3 separate regions of the Mus musculus genome follow, and regions 1 and 2 are each linked to region 3. The links are chromatin contacts, called in public promoter capture Hi-C maps. All regions are on one chromosome and are shown on one strand. Each heading gives the region's core, a stretch centred on a gene start, on an enhancer-like site or on the middle of the called end of the contact. The rest is flanking DNA. Distances are from core to core; before and after follow the strand shown. Region 1 overlaps Pik3ap1 (phosphoinositide-3-kinase adaptor protein 1). Region 2 overlaps Pik3ap1 (phosphoinositide-3-kinase adaptor protein 1). Region 3 holds the start of Slit1 (slit guidance ligand 1).

What was found. Promoter capture Hi-C pulls out the DNA fragments that hold promoters and counts their contacts.
Region 1: a contact with region 3 is called in a promoter capture Hi-C map of pre-B cells, with 3 times the contacts expected there. The contact joins the enhancer-like site here to the promoter of Slit1 in region 3. A contact is called at or near these places in 6 of 39 promoter capture datasets (embryonic stem cells, pre-B cells and stem cell-derived epiblast-like cells), 1 of 15 datasets of contacts at CTCF or cohesin (the NIH/3T3 cell line), 1 of 115 datasets of contacts at active chromatin or transcription factors (astrocytes) and 1 of 9 other capture datasets (embryonic stem cells).
Region 2: a promoter capture Hi-C map of hippocampal neurons shows a contact between it and region 3, with 5 times the contacts expected there. The contact joins the enhancer-like site here to the promoter of Slit1 in region 3. A contact is called at or near these places in 9 of 39 promoter capture datasets (the 3T3-L1 cell line, embryonic stem cells, hippocampal neurons and 2 more), 11 of 484 Hi-C or Micro-C datasets (the C2C12 cell line, CD4 T cells, cerebellum and 3 more) and 7 of 115 datasets of contacts at active chromatin or transcription factors (astrocytes, embryonic basal ganglia, embryonic forebrain and 3 more).

What each region holds. Positions count from the first base shown.
Region 1 is chr19:41,343,847-41,347,397 of GRCm38.p6, forward strand. All of the region lies in intron 2 of Pik3ap1 (phosphoinositide-3-kinase adaptor protein 1), which reads right to left. Among named protein-coding and RNA genes, the nearest start is that of Pik3ap1, 39 kb to the right of the region's middle. Within about 2 kb of position 1,340, at least 159 of the 459 cell types and tissues checked have an H3K27ac peak or open chromatin away from gene starts, as enhancers often do. A contact at or near this core is called in astrocytes and pre-B cells, where this site is marked.
Region 2 is chr19:41,308,909-41,312,695 of GRCm38.p6, forward strand. The region is part of intron 8 of Pik3ap1 (phosphoinositide-3-kinase adaptor protein 1); the gene reads right to left. Among named protein-coding and RNA genes, the nearest start is that of Gm52406, 28 kb to the left of the region's middle. Within about 2 kb of position 2,378, at least 81 of the 459 cell types and tissues checked have an H3K27ac peak or open chromatin away from gene starts, as enhancers often do. A contact at or near this core is called in forebrain and hippocampal neurons, where this site is marked.
Region 3 is chr19:41,741,947-41,745,858 of GRCm38.p6, forward strand. Slit1 (slit guidance ligand 1) reads right to left here and starts at 1,910. Exons shown (of 37, transcript NM_015748.3): 1 at 1,266-1,910. The coding sequence starts at 1,462.

The DNA.
Region 1 (3,551 bases), core at 90-2,589, 400 kb before region 3:
TCTTTCTCCAGTCTTCAGGTTGACAGTGTTCCTGGCTCTTGGAACCTGGTTGACTCCCCTGCCATTCTACCCTGCTTCACCATCTGGGCGTTCTGCTCCAGCTGCAGAATCCTGAGACTGTCTGGCTTCACAGCACATCTGTATTTGCAGTATTGGACACAGCACATCTGTATTTGCAGTACTGGACACAGCACATCTGTATTTGCAGTACTGGGCAAACCGTAATCCTCTGCACAACTGACCCAGGTCTTTTCCAGCGCACAGAGGCGATTATATATTTTTGCTACTCTTGCCAAGTAATCCATTTGGTTCTCTTCAAGGTACATAAGGTACAAAATCAAGGGGTCACCCAAGAGGAGATGGGACCTCAGGGCTCTGTGGCCTTTACACATCGTCAGTCTACAGAAACTGTTCAAAGTGTTAGATTTGGATGGTTTTTGGTTTGCTTTTTCAAGCGAAGTATAACAGCTCTTCTCTTCTCCACCTGGCCCTACCTGCTCTTCAGCTTGAACAAAAATAGCACCAGGCTACCATGACAACCAGAGCGTGTGCTGGCCCTGTCCACTGAGGATAGATATGCCTATGGCTCTCCGGGCCCTTTGCCCATCGGAGTTGGGGCCAGGGTCCTCCAACCTCCCAAATCCAGTCCTCAGAAAGCATTCCAGTGTAGTAGGGTAGAGTTACTCCCTCCTCATCAGAGAGCTGAGAGTTTATCCAGAGTTCTCTACCTACCCAGTGGAGCCTCTGAACTTTTGTGTGTTCTTTTCAGTGTTCTCAGGCACCTGCGACAGAGGTGACCGTTTTGGTTTTTTGGTTTTTTGCTTGTTTTTATTTAGCTGATGAACCAAGGGAGGCAGGGGCTTGTGGGCTCAAGCTAGTCCCGAGCTGTTGGTGGAAAAGTCAGGACCTCAGGTCCGGTTGACAGAAAAGCAAGAGGCAGTGCTGCTCAGAAAACAGAACCCCAACAGGTGGAGAGGACTGACGCTGAGCCACAGTCAGACGAGTCCTAGTGTAAGCCTGGGTAGCAAGAAGGGGAAATCTCCTTCCCCTTTCTAAACAGGTTCATAAATGCCCGTTTCTGTCCCAGACTCGGCATCTCTCGGGTTGCCTTCGTGAGCCACAGACAACTCAAAAGGGCCCTGGAAAACTCTCCTGCCCTTAAGGTCCTTGCCAGGGTCTTGGGATGATGCCCCACCAAAGAGGTAAGGGCTGGCGGGGGGGGGGGGGCTTAGGGCCCCTGCTTCATTGCTCAGGAAACCCCAGTGTTGCTAACAAAGCGAGAGGCACCACGGCCCCCCCAGGCCCCAGCCTAGAGGCTTCCTCTTTCTTCATCTGTTTCCGACACTTATAAATGTGCTTCCTCTCTTTATGTAAATTTGGTTTAAATGGCACAGCGAAGTCTTGTAATGAGGCCATTAATAACTGGTCTTTTAACAGCCTCTTCTCGGCTTCCTGATTCAAGAATCAATTCTAATCTAGACAAACGGTGATGTCTGGATTTACTGGTGTAAGGACAGACAAATGGGCTTTGTTTGGGGCAGGCTGTGTGTGTAGCTTATTTTTACTCAGCCAAGTGAAGGCCGAAGGCAGGCCTTGAGAGTAAAACCAAACTTAGAAACTCCGTTCCTTTTGCGCCTCCACAGCCCAGTGGAGAAACTTCCAGAAAGGCACAGGAAGGCTTTTTCTTTTCCATTCAGCTGACCCCCTAACCTGACTCCTAGCCTCCAGGCAGCTGAAGCCAGAGAACTGGTTGGCCAGTTTCACTTTCCGTTTCTAAGGAGGGCCTTTCTGTCCTTCCCTCCTTGTGAGAAATGCTGTCTTGGCTTCTCAGCATGATCACAGTGAGGTGAAGTGTAGTGTTCCTTGGGAAAGGATTAAAGAAACACAGATTGAGCCACTTCAAATTCTGTTTTAAGGGCTGGTGAGATACTTGGCTGATAAAGGGGCTCGTCATCAACCAGACGACTTGAGTTCAGTCCCTGTGCCCTACATGTTAGGACTGAAGTGACTCCTGGAAATTGGACACATGAACCTGGTGGCCCATGTCCCCACCCCAACTCCCTGTCTCTCTCTCTCTCTCTCTCTCTCTCTCTCTCTCACACACACACACACACACACACACACACACACACACACACACACGTGGGCACACACGCACATGAGGGCACATACATCACCCTCCTTCCACCATCACCACCAAATAAAAACCTTCAAAATTTTTTAAGTTAAAAGCTGTAACTCTTTTAACCCAAGATCTTTTAGCTGTGCCCTCCCCCACCCCCAATAAAACCTGGAGGAGACCAAGACTCTAAAGACTTACTCTTTCCCAGAGCATACACACTTACTGAGAGGCTCTGGAAAATAAGTCCCCTCCGGCCACAGAAGCCTGGACTCCAGTCCCATCTGTCCTCTGCCAGGTTTTCCTGAACTTTAGCCTTTTCTCTCTCACAGCCTATTTCTATCTGCCTGGCCCGTCTCACGCCTTCCACGGGCAGAGCGATAAACTCCGGGAGCCCTGTGAAAACTGAAAAATGCTTGACAAAGTTAAAGCAATTAGTGTGCTCTATCTGGTGAGAGTAGATTCCCTGGCCTTCCTTCATCTCTGTATCCCCCAGAGCCAAGACCACAGTGTGAAATCAATAAAAGCTTCTTGCATGAATGAACGAATCGATGAATGAAGTCAGATGAACCATTTAAATTCCTAGCTGGGAAAACACCACCTCTACCTCAGGGAGTGTGACTGCAGGGCCTTGGGGCCCTGAGGCTTCCAAGATCGACTATGGAGAGAAACAGGAAACTGTGTGATCCCCTAATTTACGTCAGCAGGTTGAACCAAGATGCCCTGAAAATTTGGCAAGGTATCGGAAGGGTAGTTCAGGTCTTCTGAGAAGCAAAGGCTGCTGGGAACTGGGGAGGGAGAAAGAGGCAGGGAGAACCTTGAGCCTGAGTCCAAGAGAAGGAGATGAGAAAAAAAGGTTGGTGTGTGGAGGACAGCTCTGCAATCCTGTCAGGAGTGGTCAGGCCGGCTCTGGCTATCTATCGAAGATGTCTGTGCTTTCTGGGGAAGGGCTTGCTGGAGCATGTACCCCACTGTGGTCAGTTACTAGACAGAAGAAGCCAGCTTTTGGTCAAATGCTATACCGGATGTGGAGTGTGGCCCTGGGTCCTTAAGCAATTCCACCTTGGGTGTCTGGAGGCCTCCATGGCACACTCTCAAAGCCACCACTCAGGAGGCAATCCGTTAGAGCATGGGGTTCCGTATCCGGACAATCTGGACTGAATCCTGGTTACAAGCTGGTCACCTTGAGTAAGTTATTTAATTTCTCGGGACCTTGATTCTAACAACGGAGATTATGACTGCTACGTCTCGGGATTGTTATTGTTGAGCACTGCTCACCAGAAGCTGGGTGCTGAGGTCAAGGCAGCTGCATCTCATCGTTATTGTCATAATCATCGTTAGCAAGGAACCCCTATGAACCATTGAGATCTGAGGACGGCCCTCCTGTTACATCCCAGTGTTAGAGTTTTATGAGGCCGCCACAGAGGGATGG
Region 2 (3,787 bases), core at 1,128-3,627, 430 kb before region 3:
GTTCAAACAATGAAAGATTATGTAGCAGCTAAAAAAAGAGAGAATGTCCTAGAGATACATCTACCAACAAACTTATATTTCCAACACATAGTAAGTGCTGAAGTTAGATACAAGTGAATACATATAGTAATAGCTACACAGACTTGGAGAGCTATAGCACAGTGCTACAAGCTACCTATGAATTAATAAATGTGCAGACAGCACAAAAGTGCTGTCGAATTCCTGACAGTGGTTACCTTTGAGGAAGGAGCAAGAATGACTGGCTCCAGCCAGCCAGCAGAGGACTGTACCCAGGATCACAATACTTAGCCTTTTAACTCGCGTGTGTATGTGTTTGTGTGTGTGTGTGTGTGTGTGTGTGTGTGTGTGTGTGTGTTTTACTAAAGTTCCTGATAGATCAAATGAATCAGAGACCTTAATTCCAGCAGAGGCAGGCAGAGCTCTGTGAGTTTAAGGTTAGCCTGGCCTATGTATAGAGATAACAAAAAAGAATCCAAATATTCACGATCATATTTTAATTACTATGTTACCTTTAGGAGGCAAAGTGAAAGTTTACTTTTATATTTTCACAAATATACAGTATATGAATCATACACACACACACCACACATACATATGTGTATACACACACACACACACACACACACACACACACATACAATCACACATTGTTGCAAGGAGATATAGGCAAGACTCAGTGGTTTTCTAGGATAAGCAGTGGAGAAAGTTAGCCCACTGATCTCTTTTTGTATTTTAAGGAATTCTTCTGCCTATTTAAAATAAATGAATGAATATTATGATGCTGTCTATGCTAACATAGGATCTCTCAAATAATAATAATTCCATAACCCCAGTCCAATCATAGGAAACACGGCACATCCAAATTGAGAGTTTACAAAGTTATCAACAAGCAAAGGTCTTCTTCAAGAGAATTGGGACTGAGAAAGCATGAGAACCAGCCCTAACTGGAAGGGACAGAGGGACAATCTGTGGGTCACAACAGCTGTTGTGACTGTGAAAGAAAAGAGGATGGATGGTGGGAAATGGAGAAACCTGAACAAGATGCTAATGTTAGACAATGAGGGGCAAGAAATGCATGGACTTCGGTATTCTTCAGTTTTTCTCTTAAAAACAAAAATAGCACAAGGGCATTTTCTTCCCAGTGCCAAGTAGCAAGCCCAGGGGCTTGCATATAATAGCAAAGTGCTCACCACTAAGCTAGGTGCTCATCACTAAGCTGGGTGCCCACCACTAAGCTGGGTGCTCACTACTAAGCTGGGTGCTCACCACTAAGCTGGGTGCTCACCACTAAGCTGGGTGCTCACCACTAAGCTGGGTGCTCACCACTAAGCTGAGTACTCATCACTAAGCTGACTGCTCATCACTAAGCTGGGTGCTCACCACTAGCTAGAACACAAGCTCCAAAAAAAAAAAAAATTCCTTGTAAGGAGAGGAATAAATGAGCAGAAAGGTGACTTCAGCAGCAAAAACAAGCAAGCATGACACACGGAGAGGACCCTCTGCTGAGCCCACTCTGTCCTCCTTTGCTATCGAGATAAGCACTTTCTGATGGGTGGCAGAGCAGGCATATGTAGATAGAATGATGGAGGTAGGAATAAAAAAATCAAATTTGTTTTACTTTATAGTCTTTATACTATATAGTATATTTATGGTGTTTTCATTAATCCTTAAGAGTCTGACATTGGAAGAAGAAAAACTAGGCTTTGCCAAATGGAAGTTTGGGTATCAGATCACAGTGCATAAACCTGTCTTGATTCTTCCACTCCTTCCTTCCTTTGCTTGAACTGACATCATACCGGCAACCCAATACCAACTAGTCTTTTATGGGCTTCTACCCTGGTTCTCAACCTGTGGGTCACGACCCCCTTGGGGTTATTGCATAGTAAACAGCTTACATATCAGATATTTACATTATGATTTGCAAACATAGCAAAATAACAGTTATAAAATAGCAATAAAATAATTTTATGGTTGGGGGTCGGCACAACATGAGGAACTGCATTAAGGAGCTGCAGCGTCAGAAAAGTTGAAACCGCTGCTCCAGAGCATTCACACCCACAAGATGACTTGGCTTGACACAGGTCCGCGTCTCAGAGGCAAGAAAGCATATCTGAACTCGGCAGTCATGGTTCTAGGAAATGAGAACTACATCAGGCAGAGGCAGGAACTACCCTGGGGAAAGGTTGTACCCACAAAAGCACACTTCTTATCACGTCTCCAGAGGTGCAGCTTCCAGGACCCCCATAACCAACACGCCAGAGTCATCGCTCCCCAGAGAGACTCAGAACGCGGGTCCTTAGCAGGTTTTCACAGCTGCGTACAGCTCCTCCCACATCCAGATATGTGACCAATCAGGGGTCATTCTCATCCTAGGTAATGTTGCCTAGAAACATGGTTGACATTTGGCTCTTATCGGGTTACCAGGGTAACAAAGCCAGGAAGTCAAACAAAGGTCAAATTCTCATGCAGAAAGGGAAATGAAAAGTGTTTCTATTAATTTTGCCCATCGTTATCCCGGGTCCGCTCATTTCAATCCATTCTGCTTCTCTTTTCCTGACTATAAAATGGTGGTGGCGACGGCACAGCTCAGTAGGTCTGTCGCGAGTGTCACATGAGAAGCCTTCCCAGAGCACAGCACAGTGTCCGCAAATACGAAGGGCTGGATGAACGCTCTCTATTATTTTTGTTATTAAATCCTATACCCAGCAAAGAAAATTTCAAAATAGAAGACTCTATTTACATGTTAAGAATTTCTAAGGGGTTTGGTATGCAGCTCACTAGCAAACAGCTTGCCTAATGTGCATTAAACTGATTTTATTATTTTATTTCCAGTACCACAAAAACATTTTTTTCATGGCATTAAGAACTGAACTTAGGAAAAAAATTGACACTATAGCTTATATATCCTTATGGGGCATATAGCGATAACTTTTTTAAGACTTATTTTTATTATCTTGGTTGCAAGCCTTATTAACAGCTGAGCCATCTCTTCTATTTTTATTTGCTAAGGTTTATTTTTTAAGTTTATTTTTATTTATTATTGTTATTATTATTATCATTATTATTACTGGCATGTGTGTATGCATGCGTGTGTGTGTGTGTGTGTGTGTGTGTGTGTGTGTGTGTGTGTGTGTGATGTGTGGATAAGTGCCACAAGGGCCAGAAGAGGACATTAGATCTCCTAGACCTGGAGTTACAGGAAGTTGTGAGCTGAGTGACATAAATGCTGAGAACTGAACACAGAACCTTTGAAAGAGCCACAAGGGCTCTTAACACTTGAGCCATCTTGTCTTTTCTTTGGTGGTTGTGGTTTTAGGTTTCACGTAGCCTGGGCTGACCTTGAACTTATTATGCAGCAGATAACCTTGAACATCTGGTCTTCCAGCCCCATCTCCCAAGGGCTGGAATTACACCACTCTCGGCTCACACAATGCTAATTTGATGTATGTTTACCGTGAAGATCGGGTTAGTTAACAATTCCATATCTTCAAACAGTTATCATGTTTTTGCTTGAAAGTCTCTGAACTTCTTTTAGTTCTCTATAAATATATAATAAACATTTATGAACTGTAGGCACCTTACTGACCAGAGAGCAGAATTTGTGTCATTCCCAACCAAGTGGATACAAGTGGCAAGATTCTTTTTTTTTTTTTTTTTTTGGTTTTTCCGAGACAGGGTTTCTCTGTGTAGCCCTGGCTGTCCTGGAACTCACTCTGTAGACCAGGCTGGCCTCGAATTCAGAAATCCGCCTGCCTCTGCCTCCTGA
Region 3 (3,912 bases), core at 660-3,159:
ACGGGAATGTCTCAAACCCAGCCAAGAAAGAGTCTGGGGCAAGCATGTACTCACTAATTGCTGGCCTCGGTACAGAAGTTCAGAGTTTGATGTAGGCAACAGCTCTCCCCGGGGTTTGCCTCTGGCCAGCTGAGACTCATGAAAGTATGCTCCTGAGTTATCAAAATATGTATACCTTTTCTGACGCTCACTGTAGTCACCCAGGAGTGTGGAAAGAAAGAGGAGCATGGTTTCAAAGAAGCCACTAACCTTCCCCAAAGTATCAAAAAAAAAAAAAAATCCCCTGGTACAGTCACCTCTGAAAGTGTACAAAGGCCCTGTGTGTGACTAAAAATCCACTCGCACGACCCGCAGACCCCCCGGACTCACACTGCCGTGGTATCCTTAGGTGCCGGAATTTCACACCGACCACATTTGGCAGGAAAAGAGAAAATGTATCACACACGCTCCACCGTGCTCATGAGGCAGGTCTGGAAAGGGTGGAGTTACCTCAAAATCCAGAAGTACAAGAGAACAAGAGGGAAGGAAGGGTGGTTTTTATGACTTGTCACTGTCAATGTCTCCAACCTTATGTCCCAGTCCGAGCTCCTGGCCTCTAGTATCATCCCTGAGCTCGCAGTCCAGGACTCCTCTCACCCTGTAAGGGTTCCGATGTCATATTCCCCAAAACCCAAACCAAAGGCCCTCGGGTCCCATTGTCTGTCTGCCTGGGCTCAGGATGAAGACTGAAGGAGAGGGTAGGTTGCTTACACCTTCAAGGGAAGACTTATCCAGGCTCTGGGACCAAACAATGGGTAGAATAGGTGCTCAGAAACTTCTGGTCCGTGGCAGCGAGCCCTCAGAGCCCAAATCCACCTGCCCACTCAGAACCCAGCAAACCCCATGTGTCCAAAAGGAGACACCGTGCCTGGAGTCTGTGGGAAGCTGTTCTCCTAGGTGCCAGGAAGGCTCCAGGTACCCTAGAGGAATAAAGTGCTGTACAGTGGGAAGGACCTGTCACAGCGGAGAGCAGAGATCGCAAGGGGCAGGTGTGAGGAAGGGCTGAGGATGCTTCCAGGGCCCTTTGAATCTGGCACCTGCAAATGCGCTCCTGGTTTCTGGTTTCCTAAAAACCTACCAAGGCACTGACTCCTCTACTGGCGACGGAGCCCAACGGTCTAGCGCCCCCCACCCGATTCCGGTCCCTCTGATCCGTCAGGGTGGGAGAGCAACCAGGGGTCGAGGGGGTGGAGGGACTCCCAGTGGACGGGCGGATCCGTACTCACAGGCGCTCGGTGTTCCGTGGGATGTTCTTGGGGATGGCCTGCAAACCCGTGCCGTGGCAGTCCACCGTAGTGCCGGTGCAGGTGCAGAGGGCGGGGCACGCCGTGGCCCCCAGGCGCCACGCGGCTGCCCACAGCAGCAGCCACAGCTCCGGTCGGCTCAACCCCGAAGAGGACCCGCGCTGGGGCGTTAGCGCCATGGTGCCTTCGCCGTGTCCCGTTCGCGTGCCAGACGGCCGCAGCCGCTGACCATCCCCGTCCGGGGCTAGCTCCAGGTGCTATCCCCACCGAAGGACCGAAGAGCCGGTGGAATCGTGCGATGCGCCCTTGCGGATCGAGTGGTACCTAGATGCTCCCAGCGACAGCGTCTGTGCGTAGACCCAGGAAAGGCGTCTTAAGCGGAGGGCGCTCAGCTCCTCTCCCAGTGCTCGCTGCCGGCGTCTCCCTCTCCCTCCAGCTCCCAACTGACTGCTGTGAGGAGGAAAATGGGCAGGCCCCGCGCGCGCGCACACACACACACCTCGCGCGCGCGCGCACACACACACACACACATACACACTCACACCCGCACGCTCGCTCACACCCGGCAGTCATCCATCAATCGAAAAGCACACTTCCAGGGCCAGACTCCTTCCCGCCCTCCCCCCCAAGCACGGACCACCGCCCGCCTCCTCCCCACCACTTCTCTGCTGCTACAGAGGTCCAGCCGCTGGCATACAGTTTCAAAGGTGCAACCTCCCAGGCGCCAAGGGCTGCGGGGGCCCGGGGAAGGGGGCTTACAGACTGGACCTGCTCTGTAAGCTACACACACACACACACACACACACACACACACTGCAATGATGTGTACATTTAGACCAGTCACTTCAGTACCCTCAGCTACTAGGGCAGAGGAGCAAAAAGATTTTTTTTCCCTACACCTTCCCTTCCCTGGGACCACAGACTTCCCCAATGGCTGAAGAGGTCACCGGGCCCCACCAACTTCCTTTGTCAACTGTTGGTGAGGCTTCTTGTACCAGATGGCCTCTCCAAGCTGTCTTTCCTTGCCCAGCCTGGGACCTTGAGGGAAGAGACTTGAGAGAATATAAAAGCCTCAGGCCAGGTTAGTCTTCTCCCTCAACACATACTCTCCCTAAAGGCAGAACCCAACCTCTTCCGGGAACAGAAGCCAGCCAGCTGGGATGACAGGAGTCCTGACAGGACTTTGTAAGTCCGGAGGGGAGGTGTTTTCTACACAAGCCTCTCTACTGGTATACCAATAGGAAGCCACCTTGGAAATCCAGCAACTAGCCTCTCCACATCTGGCAGGTGGAAACAGAAGAAAAGGAATATTTGGTCCTCTCAAAAGGCCAGAGTGGAGAGAACACAGAACCTGTTTAGAAGAAAAAAACACCACCCAGTCAACTGGTACCTGAATAGGACCTCGGGCCTCACAGCCCCATGGGCAAGGAATTTTCTTATTCTGACAGAGTTGGGGATGTGGGTGTGAATAGGAAATCCAGTGAGGGACAGAATTCCCTCCAACCCCAGAAAAGAAAGCACCTCCCCCAAAACGGACAGCTGTGGCTCTCTGGGTCTCTAAAGAGCTGAGCTCCGGATGTGAGGGAGATCTGGCTGAGACATCTGTCATCCCATTGATCAACAGGGTTGATCTGGTGATCTGAGTGTCACTGTGGGTGTCCCCTTCCTCCTATTCCACACCATGTGCATCCCTTCCAAAGCTTTGCACTCAAAGAGAAGGACTTCCCCCCCCCCCCCCCCCCCCCCGATAAAGATGGCTCTGTCGAGCATTCCTCTGTTGGAAACTCCACGCAAGCTTTGGAGTTCGTGTTGAGCTGAGCTCCGGGAGTCAGGGCCCTATGTGCAGATAACAACTGGGCATCAGAAGTAGCTCAGATGGTCAAGAGTCAAAAGCCCCCCTAGTGGAGCTACTGCAGGGTCCCCCTTCTTGGGGGGAGGGGGGAGCAGAACCTAAGCCCAGCAATGACGGCAGTTTGTCACAGTGGTGAGATACTGAAGTCACCACACGATTAGAGGCGTGGGACTCACCTGGAACCATTGGATGCTTGGTTGTTTTCCCTCTGGATCAGACTCTTCCAGTTACTTTACCATATACTGCATAAGGCCCTGTGGTCAGCATGGCACACTTGAATGTCTGACTCCATTCAAGACAAGCCCTGGACCACACTTCTGATCAGAGCACAGTCTCTACATCCCAGCTCTATCTCTTGAAGACAAATTTGGTAACTTGGGGAGGGAGCTTTCTCTGCCAGTCCTTACAGTGTGATATCAAGAGCTTCTATCACTGGGATCTAAATATAAAAGGGCCACTTGCCTCTTTTCCCAGAAAGCCAGCCTGTCCTCTAAGGACTTTTCCCCCCCTCCCCCTCCCATCCCCCAGCACTAGGAAATCCTCACACTTTAGTGTCGTAATTGTCTATTCCTCAATAGTTGAAGCTGTTCACACTGGTGTTCCTTCCCTGACACCCCACTAGCAAAGTGCCACCCCTTTGCGTCCCTCACTTCCTCCTCTGGCACCAACCCCAGCATTTGGCACTTAGTAGGCCCATCACAGACAGTGCCCAAACTATGTACGCCTCCAACCTTCTGCTCCAGAGGTGTTCCTCTCTCCCAACCCCGTAATCTCAGA